2 separate regions of the Sus scrofa genome follow, and region 1 is linked to region 2. The links are chromatin contacts, called in public Hi-C maps. All regions are on one chromosome and are shown on one strand. Each heading gives the region's core, a stretch centred on a gene start, on an enhancer-like site or on the middle of the called end of the contact. The rest is flanking DNA. Distances are from core to core; before and after follow the strand shown.

What was found. Hi-C and Micro-C count contacts between places; a contact is called where the count stands out from the background.
Region 1: a contact with region 2 is called in a Hi-C map of heart right ventricle, with 4 times the contacts expected there. The contact joins two enhancer-like sites. A contact is called at or near these places in 3 of 47 Hi-C or Micro-C datasets (embryonic fibroblasts and heart right ventricle).

The regions. Positions count from the first base shown.
Region 1 is chr12:23,849,701-23,856,968 of Sscrofa11.1, forward strand. It overlaps NPEPPS (puromycin-sensitive aminopeptidase), which reads left to right. Exons shown (of 23, transcript XM_003131527.5): 5 at 2,138-2,245; 6 at 3,524-3,724; 7 at 4,150-4,246; 8 at 4,350-4,383; 9 at 5,234-5,348. Among named protein-coding and RNA genes, the nearest start is that of NPEPPS, 48 kb to the left of the region's middle. Within about 2 kb of position 5,656, at least 10 of the 83 cell types and tissues checked have an H3K27ac peak or open chromatin away from gene starts, as enhancers often do.
Region 2 is chr12:23,674,892-23,681,842 of Sscrofa11.1, forward strand. No RefSeq gene overlaps it. Among named protein-coding and RNA genes, the nearest start is that of ARHGAP23, 10 kb to the left of the region's middle. Within about 2 kb of position 5,185, at least 30 of the 83 cell types and tissues checked have an H3K27ac peak or open chromatin away from gene starts, as enhancers often do.

The sequences.
Region 1 (7,268 bases), core at 4,406-6,905, 180 kb after region 2:
ATTTCTTCTCCCTTTGTAAGATAACACATTTTTAAAATTTTTGCTTTATTTTCTTGTTAGTTGCTTGTTACATTATTTCTTTGTACCTAAGAATTAAAATTTTTTACCAGGTGGTCACTTTTCATTTAGTAATTGGTGAACACTATTGATGTTGAGATTTAGTTTTTTCTTTAGTGTAGCAACATTTTCTTCTATTTATTTATTTATTTATTTATTTGTCTTTTTTTTGTCTCTTTTGCCATTTCCTGGGCCACTCTCGCAGCATATGGAGGTTCCCAGGCTAGGGGTCTAATCGGAGCAGTAGCTGCCGGCCTTTGCCAGAGCCACAGCAACGCAGGATCCGAGCCGCCTCTGCAACCTACACCACAGCTCACGGCAATGCCGGATCCTCAACCCACTGAGCAAGGCCAGGGATTGAACCCACAACCTCATGGTTCCTAGTCAGATTCATTAACCACTGAGCCACGACGGGAACTCCAACATTTTCTTCTGTTACATCTTCATCATAGTTTCTTTTCTGATCTCTTTTTTTCAGGAACATCATTTAGCAACAGATTTACTTCTAATGTCTATCCTTTAAATGTACCTTTAATTGCTTTTATCACTTTGTCCTTCAGATATTTTGGAAACCTAAATTTTTTTTCCTCTCTAGCTTTATTGAGATATAATCGACAAATAAAATTGTAAGATGTTTAAAGTGTACAGCATGACTTAATAACTCCCAGGGGTTAATGAACACATTGATCACCTCACATATTTACCTTTTTGTGTGTGTATGAAAACATTTAAGTTCTCATATTAGAATATTTCAGTTATACAAGATAGAATCTTAAGATTATTGTGTCTTTCATTTAATTTCCTCTAGTATAAATTCATTCATTTATTACTGCTGCTGTTCGTAATTTAAATTTTTCTATGCTCCCATTTTTTTCCTTATACTCTGTTTACTTTTCCAAATGTCTTTGTCCTTTAATAGAATTCATAATTTGTTTATTTGAGAGTGCAGTCAGCTATCTAACATTTTTCCCTTGGAGAAATTTTTTTTCAGAAGGAAAAAAATTTTTTTTTCTACCTCTGCATGTTTTGTTACTTCTTTTTAAGATACAGAATCTTATCAATGGTTCTATTTCTGTTTTATTAAAGATTCTTTCGGAGTTCCCGTCGTGGCGCAGTGGTTAATGAATCCGACTAGGAACCATGAGGTTGCGGGTTCGGTCCCTGCCCTTGCTCAGTGGGTTAACGATCCGGCATTGCCGTGAGCTGTGGTGTAGGTTGCAGACGCGGCTCGGATCCCGCGTTGCTATGGCTCTGGCGTAGGCCGGTGGCTACAGCTCCGATTCAACCCCTAGCCTGGGAACCTCCATATGCCGCGGGAGCGGCCCAAGAAATAGCAACAATAACAACAACAACAAACAACAAAAAAAAGAAAAAAAAAAGACAAAAAGACAAAAAAAAAAAAGGATTCTTTTATAATTGATATTCTACTGCACCATTAAATTTTATTTTGCTTTGGCAAGTTTGCTCTTTTTTTGTTTTTAAAGAAAGATTGAAGTCTCTTTAAATAAAGTAGGTCAGGTGATGACAGTTTTATGTGTTGTATATAGAAATGCCATTAGATAAATAGCCTGTTTGGAACTGATAAGAGCATCTTTCTTTATTCCTAGTGCTACCATTTCAGGTAAAGAACAAAGCACATTGAAGATTCTGAAAATATTTTCTTTTTTTTTTGAGATAAAAGCCAGTGAGGCAATAAGTCATATTTTCCCAGTTGTGAATCTTTACAGTAGTATACTATTGACCTTCCTGTGCTGTGTGTTGTGTTAATATTATAGATGAAGCCATTTGCGTTAAGTTTGAAATCTTGAAGTGTTTTATTAAAAAATATAATTGTCAGTTACTCTAATACTATAAATTGGTATGCTGTATAGCAGACGTAGTTCCTGGATAATGCTGATGTGGCAGTGATGGTAAGCCTTGTGTTTTCTTTGTAGTCAGTGCTTAGCTTGTTGCCTGGCCCTGAGTAGAAAATAAATATTTGAAGAAGTGAATGAATGATAGAAGGAAATGGCTGTTACTTCTTGAAATAGTCTGGTAGGTTGATTCAATGATATTTTATATTTCCTATTCTTTTCTTAAGGCTACTGATGCCCGGAGAGCTTTTCCTTGCTGGGATGAGCCTGCCATCAAAGCAACTTTTGATATCTCATTGGTTGTTCCTAAAGACAGAGTAGCTTTATCAAACATGGTATGTATGTGTTTATGAGTAATTTATATTTTGGGTAAGCATTTCGTATACTTAGTTTGCTGATTAGTTGGTACAACATGAAACCACCCAGCATAATGCTTAACACATAATTAGAATACAAATGTTAGTTTTCTTTATTTCTGGTAAGCCCTCTTTTTTTTATTATTATTATTATTTTTTAAAGCCCTCTTTTTCTTTATTGCTTTATTTGAGGGAGTTTCCCTCCTCCTGGAAGAAATTCCTTACAAGATCACCTACCTGCTTTAATTTGGAAAACTAAATAAGCAATGAGTTTAATAAATATTATCTGTAAGAAAAAATCTAATATTCTTATTAAATGCCAAAAGACATAGCCACATAATGAAGTATATTTAGCTTTTTTGCTGATTGTATTCTTGGAATATGCTCCCTTCATGATGTCATTAATCCTCATTCATAATAGAGTAAGCATTCACTACTTGAAGTGTAGTATCTAAGCCTGCCTTCCAGACACAGAGTAGCCTATAGCCTATAATATGAGTCTAGGGAACTTAGAAATGCCTGCTGTACCTGGAAATAACTGACTTTTGTCTCCTTTATTAGTGGCGAGAATGCCATAGATTCTATTCTCAAAATATTCTTAGGAAGCTAATATATAGTAAACTGAAATGTTCATTTACAATTTAGTGTGAATGAAATTATCAGATCAGTTCTTGAATAAGTCTTACTTGCAAGAAAGAATAGTGAGAACTTGAGGAAATTGAGAGCCTGAACAGGAAAGAGAGGGAGAATACTGAAGGGAAATTAGGGACTTCAAAGGTAAAGTGGAGATTTTGTCACAAATTTGCTTAGAGCCAGTCTTAGTACTGAGAATGCTCTAAAAGTCTAGAAATCTGTACCCTTTGAGATGTCTCCTTCCACAATTACATTTTATTTTCATTAATATTTGTTGTCTTCTATCCTTAGTTCACTTGAAAAGTATTGCAGTCTTAAAACATCCCAGAACCTGGCATGTTTATAGGTGTTCAGGAAAAGTTGCTGTGTTTTTCTTACAAATCCTTGGTGGTTTTAATAATTTAGGCTTCGACTTCCCAGTATGAATGCTTTATCAGATCTCTTTCCTTCTAAATAGGAAAGATCTTGACAGCATAAAAGCACTGGATGGATTAGGATAGAGAAGTAAGCAGTGCTGGAAAGAGGGAACAAAAGGCAACAATGCCTACAGTTTTTGGCTAGTGTTTTCTCTAAGGTATATAATGTGAATCTGTTTAAATTTTCTTTCTTTCTTTTTGTTTAAAGAATGTAATTGATCGGAAACCATACCCTGATGATGAAAATGTAGTGGAAGTGAAGTTTGCCCGCACACCTGTCATGTCTACATATCTGGTGGCATTTGTTGTGGGTGAATATGACTTTGTAGAAACAAGGTCAAAAGATGGTGTGTGTGTCCGTGTTTACACCCCTGTTGGCAAAGCAGAGCAAGGAAAATTTGCGTTAGAGGTAAATGTACTTGAAGAGGATTGTTCCAACAGTCCATAACTCCAGGTTGGGGAATTTACATTTCTGATCAATTATTAGTGCAATTACTTATAATTTAATCTGAAATTTGTTGTGCTACTTTTGTTTTTAATAGAATCTTGGATATAGCAACTTTGGTGTTGTATTAGCATTTTACAAGATAATGATTAAGAGAATATTAGAATGGAATTTATCCAGAGAGTAGGTGGGAAAATATGTAATTATAGTTTTCATACTGAGTTATAAATGGATTAAAGTAGGGCTGAGGCCGTCTTTGGAGGTGGGGGTCCCCAGGGTTGGTTTCTAGTAACTTAAGATATTTGGCTTGCAACAGGACTCCTTTGTGGATTTCTATATGAATGACAGTAAGATATTTATCACATGGTTCTTTTGTTTATACTTTATAGGTTGCTGCTAAAACTCTGCCTTTTTATAAGGATTACTTCAATGTTCCTTATCCCCTACCTAAAATTGATCTCATTGCTATTGCAGACTTTGCAGCTGGTAAAGTAAATTTCGTTTTATTGATGAATTGTAATAACTTTGAATTTTATAATTTTGAAGACGTGTATAAATATCAATACATGTTTATATTTATTTTATGAAGGTGCCATGGAGAACTGGGGCCTTGTTACTTATAGGTACGTTAAAGATGCGTTACCCTGCCTTATCTTTTAAATCACTGATTTTGTGAGAGCTTCACTCCTAAATACAGTTGAGTGGCTTCTGCCTTATGATCTGCCGTAAATTTTCCTACCTCCCCCTACTTCCGTGAACATTTCAAGAATGCAGATGAACACCGTCTGGTGCTACTCTCTGAGAGTGTAAGATTTTAAAGTGAGCATCTGGCATTAGTAACATTTGTAGATGTATTTTTGGCTGAGTTTCTCATTTCAATGCCTTCTCTTCCTCCTAGTAATTACATAGTTATATATCCAGCTTGAGGAACTTTCCCTGACTTAATAGCCAAGTTTTTACATGTCTGTCACCACAGTGCAAACATGTGGGTTGTATAATTTTGAGAGCAGTGACTGTAAACAAGATTTTGCCTTCTACTTTCAGTCGCCTTCTTCGGTGAGCTAAGTTTTAGACAGCCTGCTCAGCCTTCTTTTGGGGACTGTGGAATGCATCTTCCCCCCACTTGCCACTCCTCTGCTTTTAATGGAAGGACTGTCTTCTCTGTCTGTCTAGCACAACAGTCCTTAATCTTTAGACAAAGTTTTTCTAAAATTTCAGGCAGCTGTCCAATAAACAAACTGATAATTAAACTCGTGTCAATCTTTGATTTTCTGTTGTATAAATTCTATTAAATTGGTCTTTAATCTTCCCAGAACTTTTTCTATCCTGTGTACTCTGAAGAAATGTTTTCTTGGTATCTCTAAAGCCTGACATGACCATCTTAACCTACTGTTTAAATCTCCCTCCCCCACTTATGCATGCCAGCTTTTCTTACAATGCTTTTATTTAAAAAAAATTTTTTTTTAAACACAGGGAGACTGCATTGCTTATTGATCCAAAAAACTCCTGTTCTTCATCACGCCAGTGGGTTGCTCTGGTTGTAGGACATGAACTCGCCCATCAATGGTTTGGAAATCTTGTTACTATGGTATTTAATATTTTTAAGTGCTCAAATATATTTATTTTTCCTGCTGCGCCTTATCTGCTACAGAGTACTTCAGGTTTGGCTGGAACATTGAGTCAAAAAAGTAGTGTTTTGATAGAAAAACTTTATTTTAAGAAGTCCTCTTTGAAAAGTGTTTGTCAGAATATCTGGGTTGATCAAGAGCATATAGAAAATCTTTATTCAACAGAAAATACTTCCTAAACTGTTCTTAATACTTAAGCCAGCAAATGGCGGAAGTCATGATACTAATTTGGGTGAATGGAAGAGATTGCACTTAAGTAGAGATTCCATGCAGTGAGATTCCAGGCTAATTTTAGTTTCTTGTGTTATATATATTACGTAGTTCACTAGCTGTGAAGTGACCTGGTAAATAACAAACTATCTTTGATTAGGTTTAAATGTTTTGGGGGGTCATTTTCTTCATTGTCTAAAATGTTAAGTTGGCATTTGATTGAAATAAAGGAAGGAAAAACTACAGAATAGCTGTGAAGTATATTAAACTTCCAGCTGTCCTATTGTAGGCCTTGTTTATTATGTTTGCAGTGAATGATCTCTGTTCTGTAGTCGTGACCTTTCCCTTTTACTCTAAATAAGTACTATCTATAGCAGCCAACTATGTCAGAGCTTGGGAGCAGAGCATTTAATAAGTGGACTAGAAGTGCCTCTGCAAAGAAAGAAGTAGAGATTATGGAGCCAGCCAAATTCCCTGATGGCATTTTAGGCTGCCAAAGAGCAGAGCCCAGGTTGGACGTTGGTTGAGTCCATATGTCACAGGAATAAGTAAGAAAGTAAAACATTAGCAAAACTATTACATGTCAGAGTTTCTAAGGCAAGTCAGCCCTTGAAAGGAAATTCTTTCCTTTTTGCTTTATAGGTTTAAAATTTTAGTGTTAAAATTTTTTTTGAAATATAATGTTACATGAGATTAGGTATACTAGTACCTGTATTCAGATATGTCAGAAATGTTCTTTTCTCCACCAAATGATTTTGTTACCACCAAATGATTTTTTTTCTCAGTATCTTTTGTTTTTGTTTTTTTAAATTAATCTGTGGTGTTTCCTTTCTTTCTTTTTTTTTCTTTTTTTTTTTTTTTTTACAGCCACACCTGCAGCATATGGAAGTTCCAGGGCAAGGGATCAGATTGGAGCTGCACAACATCGGATCCAAGTATCATCTGAGACCTAGTCAGTACCTCGTGGCAAAAATGGATCCTTAACCCACTGAGCCACAGTGGGAACGCCTATGGTGTTTTGTTTGTCTTTAAAGAGAAGATTCTTTTTATTTTTTTATTTATTTACTTTTTTTTTTGGCTGCACCCATGGCATGTGGAAGTTCCTGGCCATGGATTGAACTTGCACCCCAGCAGTGACCTGAGCTGCTGCAGTGACAGGGCCAAATCCTTAATCCACTGTGCCACAAGGGAACTCCTTTTATGCTCAGTGTTGAGCAGACTTTATCTTTTATGATTTTATTTTTAAATTACCAGCAATAAATTTTAGTAGGGGAAGTGTGTACATTCTCTAACTTCTAGTTATTAAATGTCAGTTGTTTCATTAACTGAAATTTAGGGTCTTATAGATAGGTAGAAAATAACTACCACCAGCTTATCCTAGTTATCCTAGTAGAGGCTGTTAGTTAAATAAATGCACAAAGCATGTAGACAGATAGCCATTTTTCACTTAGTATTAAAACTATTTGATCTTTTCAGAATTTTAAAATGCCCTTTTTTCCCTAACCAGTGCATTAATCCTTTTTTTTTTTTTTTTTAAAGGATTGCAGCTACAGCATATGGAAGTTACCTGGCTAGGGGTCGAATTGGAGCTATAGCTGCAGGCCTACAACCACAGCCACAGCAACACTGGATTGTTCACCCATGGCATAGGACCAGGGCTCAAACCCGCA
Region 2 (6,951 bases), core at 3,935-6,434:
GGAAGAGGACGACGTGGGCTGGGGTGTCAGCCCCGCAGGCTCTCCACTGTGTGACACCAGGCAACTGCCGACCCGGTGGCTGGGACTATGCATGTGGGAGCGTGTGTGCAAGGTTAACAGATGACTTAACAAGGACGGTGACATCACCTAGCAGGGGCTTGAAAACAGCAAGATGGAGATTGCAAGGAATCAAAATGTGTTGAGCACCTAATACGTGCCATGGTCTATACAAACATTCTTTTTTTTTTTTTTTGGCTTTTTGGCTTTTCTAGGGCCGCTCCCATGGCATATGACCCAATCGAAGCTGTAGGTGCCAGCCTATGCCATCAGCAACTCAGGATCCGGGCCGAGTCTGCGACCTACACCACAGCTCACGGCAACGCCGGATCCTTAACCCACTGAGCAAGGGCAGGGATCGAACCCGCAACCTCATGGTTCCTAGTCGGATTCGTTAACCACTGCGCCACCACAGGAACTCCTTTACAAACATTCTTTCATTGACTCTCCATGACCATACCATAAGCCTCTCTATGTAAATGAGCTTTTACTCTGTCTGTGATCTGGGAGGAGCTAAGCCAGGTAGTCCCTCGGAGCTCCAGGATGCTAAATTCCATGGTTCTGCGTGAGGGCTTTGAAATTCTGTCAGCGAATGGCCTGCAGCCCTGCTTCTGCCACAAGCACTCAGAGCCTTCCCAGCTCCACCTGCCCTGCCTGCACCCCCCCCCACGCCCCTACCCCGCACGCGCGCACACATGCACATGCACCCATGCACGGAGAAGGGGCTGCTCCCCTCTCCTCCCTGTCACCCTGCCCTTCAGGAGGGTGGGGGTGAGGAGAGGAGTTAAAAGGACCGGAGGAGATTGGAAGGGAACACAGAAGCAGGGAAGAGAAGGAGGGAGGAGAGGGTTGGAGGGGAGGGGCAGAAGGAGGAGCGGAGGGGTGGCGCCCACCTCCCCCTGGAAGCTCTGGAAATCCCCGGCAGCTGTTCCCCTCTCCTCTGTCTGGCCTTGAGCCAAGCCTGGGAGGGGGGGACGCGGGGAGGGGACTTCACTGGAGAGAAAAGAGGGGCAGGGCACTGACCACAGGGGAGCAAGCCCCTCGGCCCTGGCACCCACCCCACCCGGCCATTCCAGCCCCTGCAAGAGATTCCAGGCGTGCTCCCCTTTAAGGAAACCCTACATGCCAAAATCCAGGCATACCAAACAGACCCATCAGGGCGGTCCCTGCACTATAAAAGGATTCTTTGCTTCACAAGAGGGCTCGGCACATGGGAAACTTAAAATAGGAGCTTCCCCTGGCGTGGGGAGAGCAGCTCTGGTTTCAGAAGCACCTCATACACACCATGCTTCCGGCACATCCAGAAAGCTGGTGACACCTGACACAACCACACAACCTCGGGGCTGGTGGCATCAGCGCGGGCCCCTCCGAGGTTGTGCTGATCATCAGAGTCCCCTGGTGGGGTGGCAGGGGTGGGAGTGTCGCGCGCACGCCCAGGGGACAGGCTGGCTGCTGGGCTTCTCGGCAGAGGTAGCTTAGGACACAGGGAAAGGACCTGGAAAGGCACCGCTCAGCACAGCTGGCAGGGATTTCACAGCAGCCCAGAAAGGACGGATGTGCAAGGGCTCCCAGCATCCTCTGATGGGGCTGGGGCAGGAGGCCCATGTCCTGACTCTCCTCCAAGCTCTGTCCTCCCTTCCACGATGATGCCAGGGCACAGGGGAGCCAGGCTCTGCCCCTGGGAAAGGGGAAAGCCCCGGAGCCCCAGAAGAAGTACAAGAGGCTGATGGAGGAGCAACCCAGGCCGAGCTGCAGGCCCAGTGAGATGCATTTAGAATCGTCTAGGCAGAAAGTAGTGATGTCCCCAGCTCTGCCCCTCTTTCTTTTTTTTTTTTTTTTTTAACGGAGATGAAATTCACATAACGTACATTTAACTATTTTTATGGTAATTTTTTTTTTTTTTTTTTGTCATTTCTTGGGCTGCTCCCGCGGCATATGGAGGTTCCCAGGCTAGGGGTCGAATCGGAGCTGTAGCTGCCAGCCTACACCAGAGCCACAGCAACGCGGGATCCGAGCCGAGTCTGCAACCTACCACCACAGCTCACGGCAACGCCGGATCCTTGACCCACTGAGCAAGGGCAGGGATCGAACCCGCAACCTCATGGTTCCTAGTCGGATTCGTTAACCACTGCGCCACGACGGGAACTCCATATTTAACTATTTTAACGTGAGCCATTCAGTGGCATTTAGTCTTGTCCCCCCCAACCCCCACTTTTTTGTGCTCAGAGTGAAGTTGAGGGTAGAGTCTGTAATGACAACAGCAAAGAATGACAAATGGAATCCCTTTCCCCCTGCCAGGCTTGATGCTCCAGGGAGCTGCCACTGGCCATTTAAATTAACAGCCAAGATGCCCAGCAGGTCTGGAGACTAGACCAGCCCACAGCCCTCCCCACACATCAGGTCCAGCCTAGGAAGATGCCCAGAACCCTCACGCCTCCTCAGAGCCCCTCTCCAACCCCCCAAAATTAGGATCACCCAAGCCCCTGACTCCTCACCCTCTACCCCTCCCCACACCCCTCCTCACCACAGTCACAGGCAACCCAAGAAGCCCTCCGCCGCAAAGGGCAGGGGTCTCAGATCCCAGGGCCCCAGGCCACTGCTTTAGGCAGAACCTGGGAATGTGGACAAGCTCAGTGCACCCACCCCAAGACCTCTCACCAAATCCGGATTAGGAAGGGAGCAAGGCAGCCCCCTCACACCAGCCCACATCAGGACACTGGCCCTCTTAGTGGCTACAAGTCGGGATAGAGTCCCTCCCCCCAACGGGACAGACCCCACCTTGTCCAGGATTTGCTAAGCTCTGTGGAGGGAGTGAGGAGCTCTAACATGAGGGGGCCATCACCCTGACACCCCCCCACCCGTGCCTGCATGGAGGCTGTGTGAAAGAAAGACAGCCCCTGGGCGCCTGGCTGGAGCTGCAGGTCTGTATTTGGGGGGCACGTGGAGAAGCTGCCCAGCCCACCCCATATTTTCACTGCCACGAAATGGTGGCAGCAGCTGCTGCAGCTGCTGTAACTGGGAGTGGAGGGGAAGCCTGGCTGGGAGAAGCCCCTTGATGTGTGGGGGGAGGGGGGAGTTGTAGCTTGAGGTCCCACCAGGGGGGGTCTGGAGGGTCCCGGGTTGTATGGCCTCAGAGAGCCACCCCCACCTTCTGCCACTCCTTCATTATGCAGCGCCCGCTAGGATCCTGGAAGGGGCCAGGACCTTACTGAGTGGGGAGGGGGGGGGCTTCTAAATGCTTTCCTTTGGGAGTGGGGGTGGGGAGACAGACAGCGTGCGAGCCCTAGATAAGCACCTCCCTAAGTGTCATTGGTGGGGGAGTACTCGGGTGTGTGTGTGTGCGTGTGTGTATGTCTGTGTGAGTGCGCGCGCGTACCAGCTCTGTGTCACACCAGCCCTATTCCCTCTCCAGAGCGCCGGCCCCGCCCGGAGCTCCAGAGCCCCAACCCCTCCCGCGATGGCCGGTCCCCCTCCCTCTTGGCGCCCCCACCCTCAATCCAGTCCTCACGCCCCCGCCCTCTCCTCGCAGACACGCACCCGCGCCCGGCGCCCGCTGACCTGCTCCATGCTGCCGACTGCTATGCCGTCCTCGCCGCACCAGCCCGGTGGGGCGCAGGGGGCGGCGGCTCCTCCATGCGCCGGGTCGGTGCAGCACCCAGCCGCCCCCGTGCGCTCGAGGAGCGCCTGGTGTCTGCCGCCCAGACCCCCGCCCCGCCCCGCCCCGCCCCGCAGGCCCCGCCCCCGCCCCGCCCCTCCCTCCCTCCCCCACCCGCGGGTAGAGACTCCGCGCGCGCTCACACACACACATACACACACACACACACACTCTCCCTCTCTCTCTCTCTCTCTCTCTCAATCACACACATACAATGCACACACACTCCTCACACATCCCAGGGGGCACATCCTGCCAGCACCCCCTCTTCCACCTGTCCTGGGGGCACTGCTAGTCCAGAGAAGATCCACTCTCGGGGCAGCCCCTCTCCTCGCTTCTGAGGTGATCAGAGTCAGAAGGGGCCCCAGCCCTTTTTTTATGGGGACCATAGAGGAGGCCCGCCCAAGGTCACGCAGCAGCTTGGTGACAGAGCTGACCCCATGACTCAGACGGCTGTGATCACCTGAGAGCCCGCCAGAGATACCCACAGAGCCTGGACCCCAGGGAGACCCCACCCCGTGATCAGGAGTCTGAGCCCTGTGACCCGATGAGGACAGGAGCTGGGGAGGGAGGGGCCACTCCCCGCCGCCGGGATCCAGCCTCTCTTCATCCAGCCTCTCTTCGAATGTCTCCCCGACGCCCTTGGGTGGGTGTGGAGAGCAGGAATGGAGATTCCTGTCGCCCACCGTGTGCCATGCCCGGGGCATGTGCCAAGTAGGAGGAGGAGCTGAACTGTTTGTCCAGTGACAGAGAAGGGTCATCTGAAGCTCCAATACCAGCTGGGAACCCGACCTGTGGGCAGTGGAGCCACCAACTCTGGTGAAGGCCAGGAAGGGGGCGAAAAGACTGCCTCCCCCACTGATATTCCCTCCCCCATCAGGAGTGGCTCCTGACCACCCACCAGGCCCCCCACACCCCTCATCCCACCACCCCACCCCCACCCCCGTCCTGCGCCTTTCAGGGCAGGGCCAAACCAAGGGGGCTACCACATGAGCAGGCACGTGAGAGGCAGGCATGCTGCCCAGGGCGGGAGTGTGTAGACCCGGAGTGGACAAGGCTGGGAATTAACCTGCCCTGAGGCGGGCAGTGGGGTGGGGGCATCAGGCTGGCTGCACAAACCCCCTGGGCCTGTGCCCAGGCGGCATGAAGGGGACCCTCCTTATGGCGCCCTAGCCACCACCAAGGGGACCCGAGGGTGAGGGGGCAGGGGGCTGGAAGCTGAGATGGGGAGAGTTAAGATCCTCAGCAGGTCCAGACAAAGGGGGCTTTATAGGCTGGGGGTGGGGAGCATGCTAGGGGGAGGAAGGCAGGAATGCAGGCCGGGAGGGCCCCAAGCTCCCAGGCAGCCCAGTTTGGGGCTGAGGTTGGACCCCCCAGCCCTCCCGTGCTTTGGCCCTGCAGAGTATGTGCTGCTCTGCTCCTGGGACTGCAGCCAGCAGTCTCGGCCACCCCTCCCCTCAGGGATCTGTTGGGCGCTGCCCACACACTCCCAGTCTTCCCCGCCCAGCTGGCTGCGGCCTCTCTTGGCTTCCCTGCCATGGCCTCTCAGCGGCCTCGTGGCCCCGGTCTGCTACCCAACTGGGTGCCCTGCTGGCTGCCCAGGGAGGGGAGCGACAGACTTGGGTGGGGTCACAAGGCTATGGGGTCAATGAGGCCCTTTGTCCCTTCAGATGGAATCTGTCCTGGGCTAAAGAGACAGGAGACAGAGAAGAATGCTAGCCAGCAAGCACGGTCCCCCTGACCCGGTCTCTCCCAAGCCCTGGTGGAGCTGGGCCCAGGGCTACGGAAGGCAGGCTCCATTCTTCCCAGTTGCTTTCCCTCTGGTTTTCTTTCCGGGCTGAAGCAGCCACTGGAAGTGAAAACGAGGAAGAGGAGGTGGCCCAGTGACAGTGGCCACCCATTCTGGTCTCTGAATCAGCTGCTGCTTGCCCAGGGCTAAGGTCTGGCCTGGGACTTTGCAGGGTCGAGAATTGTCTGTCCCCAAAGATGCTGATCTGGCCCTGAGGAGTAGACTCCTACTAGCCAAAGTCATGGTGGCTAGATTGCTAGACCCCAAAACTATTTTATCAATGCACCCTGAGCACTACAGGAAGCTTCATAAGCAGAGAATCCCAGTGAACAGAAGGGGTGGTACTGCCCAGCATCTTTACCCCAGCCTGCAGGGTCCACATGTGCAACCACCCCAGTCCTCCCTCTTCCCTGGCAGCCCGGATCTCTGATAAGCTCCTACTCTGATTTCTGTTTCTACACTGGACATGGGTCAGAACCTTCAGCCACAGCTTTACCTCCAAGGGGCAGCAGTGGGGCAGGGACAGGGCCCAGCTCAGGTCATTGGATGTATGTCTTCTTTTATCTCCTTCATAAGATTAAAAGAAGACAGCCTTGGAGTTCCCTGGTGGCTTAGCAGTTAAAGGGTCTAGTGCTGTCACACTACTGTGGCTTGGGTTCAATCCCAGGCCTCGGAACTTCCACAGGCTTCCATTGCTGGGGAAAAAAAAGGGAGGGGGGGGAGGACAGTCTTATCTCTTGATGAGTGTCTTGGGCAAAAATCTCTTTTCAGACGGTAAAAAATGTCCAAGTCGAGCCGGCATCAGATTTTCCATCTCACTGAAAAGCTTTGAGTTACACTGGAGGAGGACAGGCTAAGCTCCAAGCCGCAGATCTGCCGAAATTTAGTAGCTCTGTGGGCAGGTATTCTCACCTCTCTGAGCTCCAGCTTCCTCATCAGGGGAAACCAGGAGGCATAACAGCACCCCCTCCAGGGGCTGATGAAAGATTAAATGAGATGCGAGTGTTAAGCGCTTGGTCCTCTAATGGGCACATACCGAAATCATCAATACAAGTTAAATACCTTCCATAAAGAAGCTGAATGATTTCCTCTTACGCTGATTATTATTACCTTTAGTTCAGCAGGTGACCGTTTCTGACTTTGCTGGTGACAACCAGGTGCTGCTTTTGAGGGCAGCACCTGCCTTTAGCTGGGTGCAGAACAGAATGAAGGGCGGTTTCCAGCCTGGTGCCAATCCCTGCCTCCCCAGCCTCCTTCTCTTTGCTTCTGTCGCCTTCCGGGCTCCCTGGGGAGCAGGAGAAGGTGGGAGGAGAGCTGAGAGCCACCGGGTAAGGCGGACAACTCCCCGGGTAAGGAGGAGGGTTACCCAGGAGGGTGTAGAAGGAGATGAGAGGGAAGGGGGGCGGTGGGCAGCAGGCCCCACTCCTCCACCTGCTGCTCTGCGAACAAA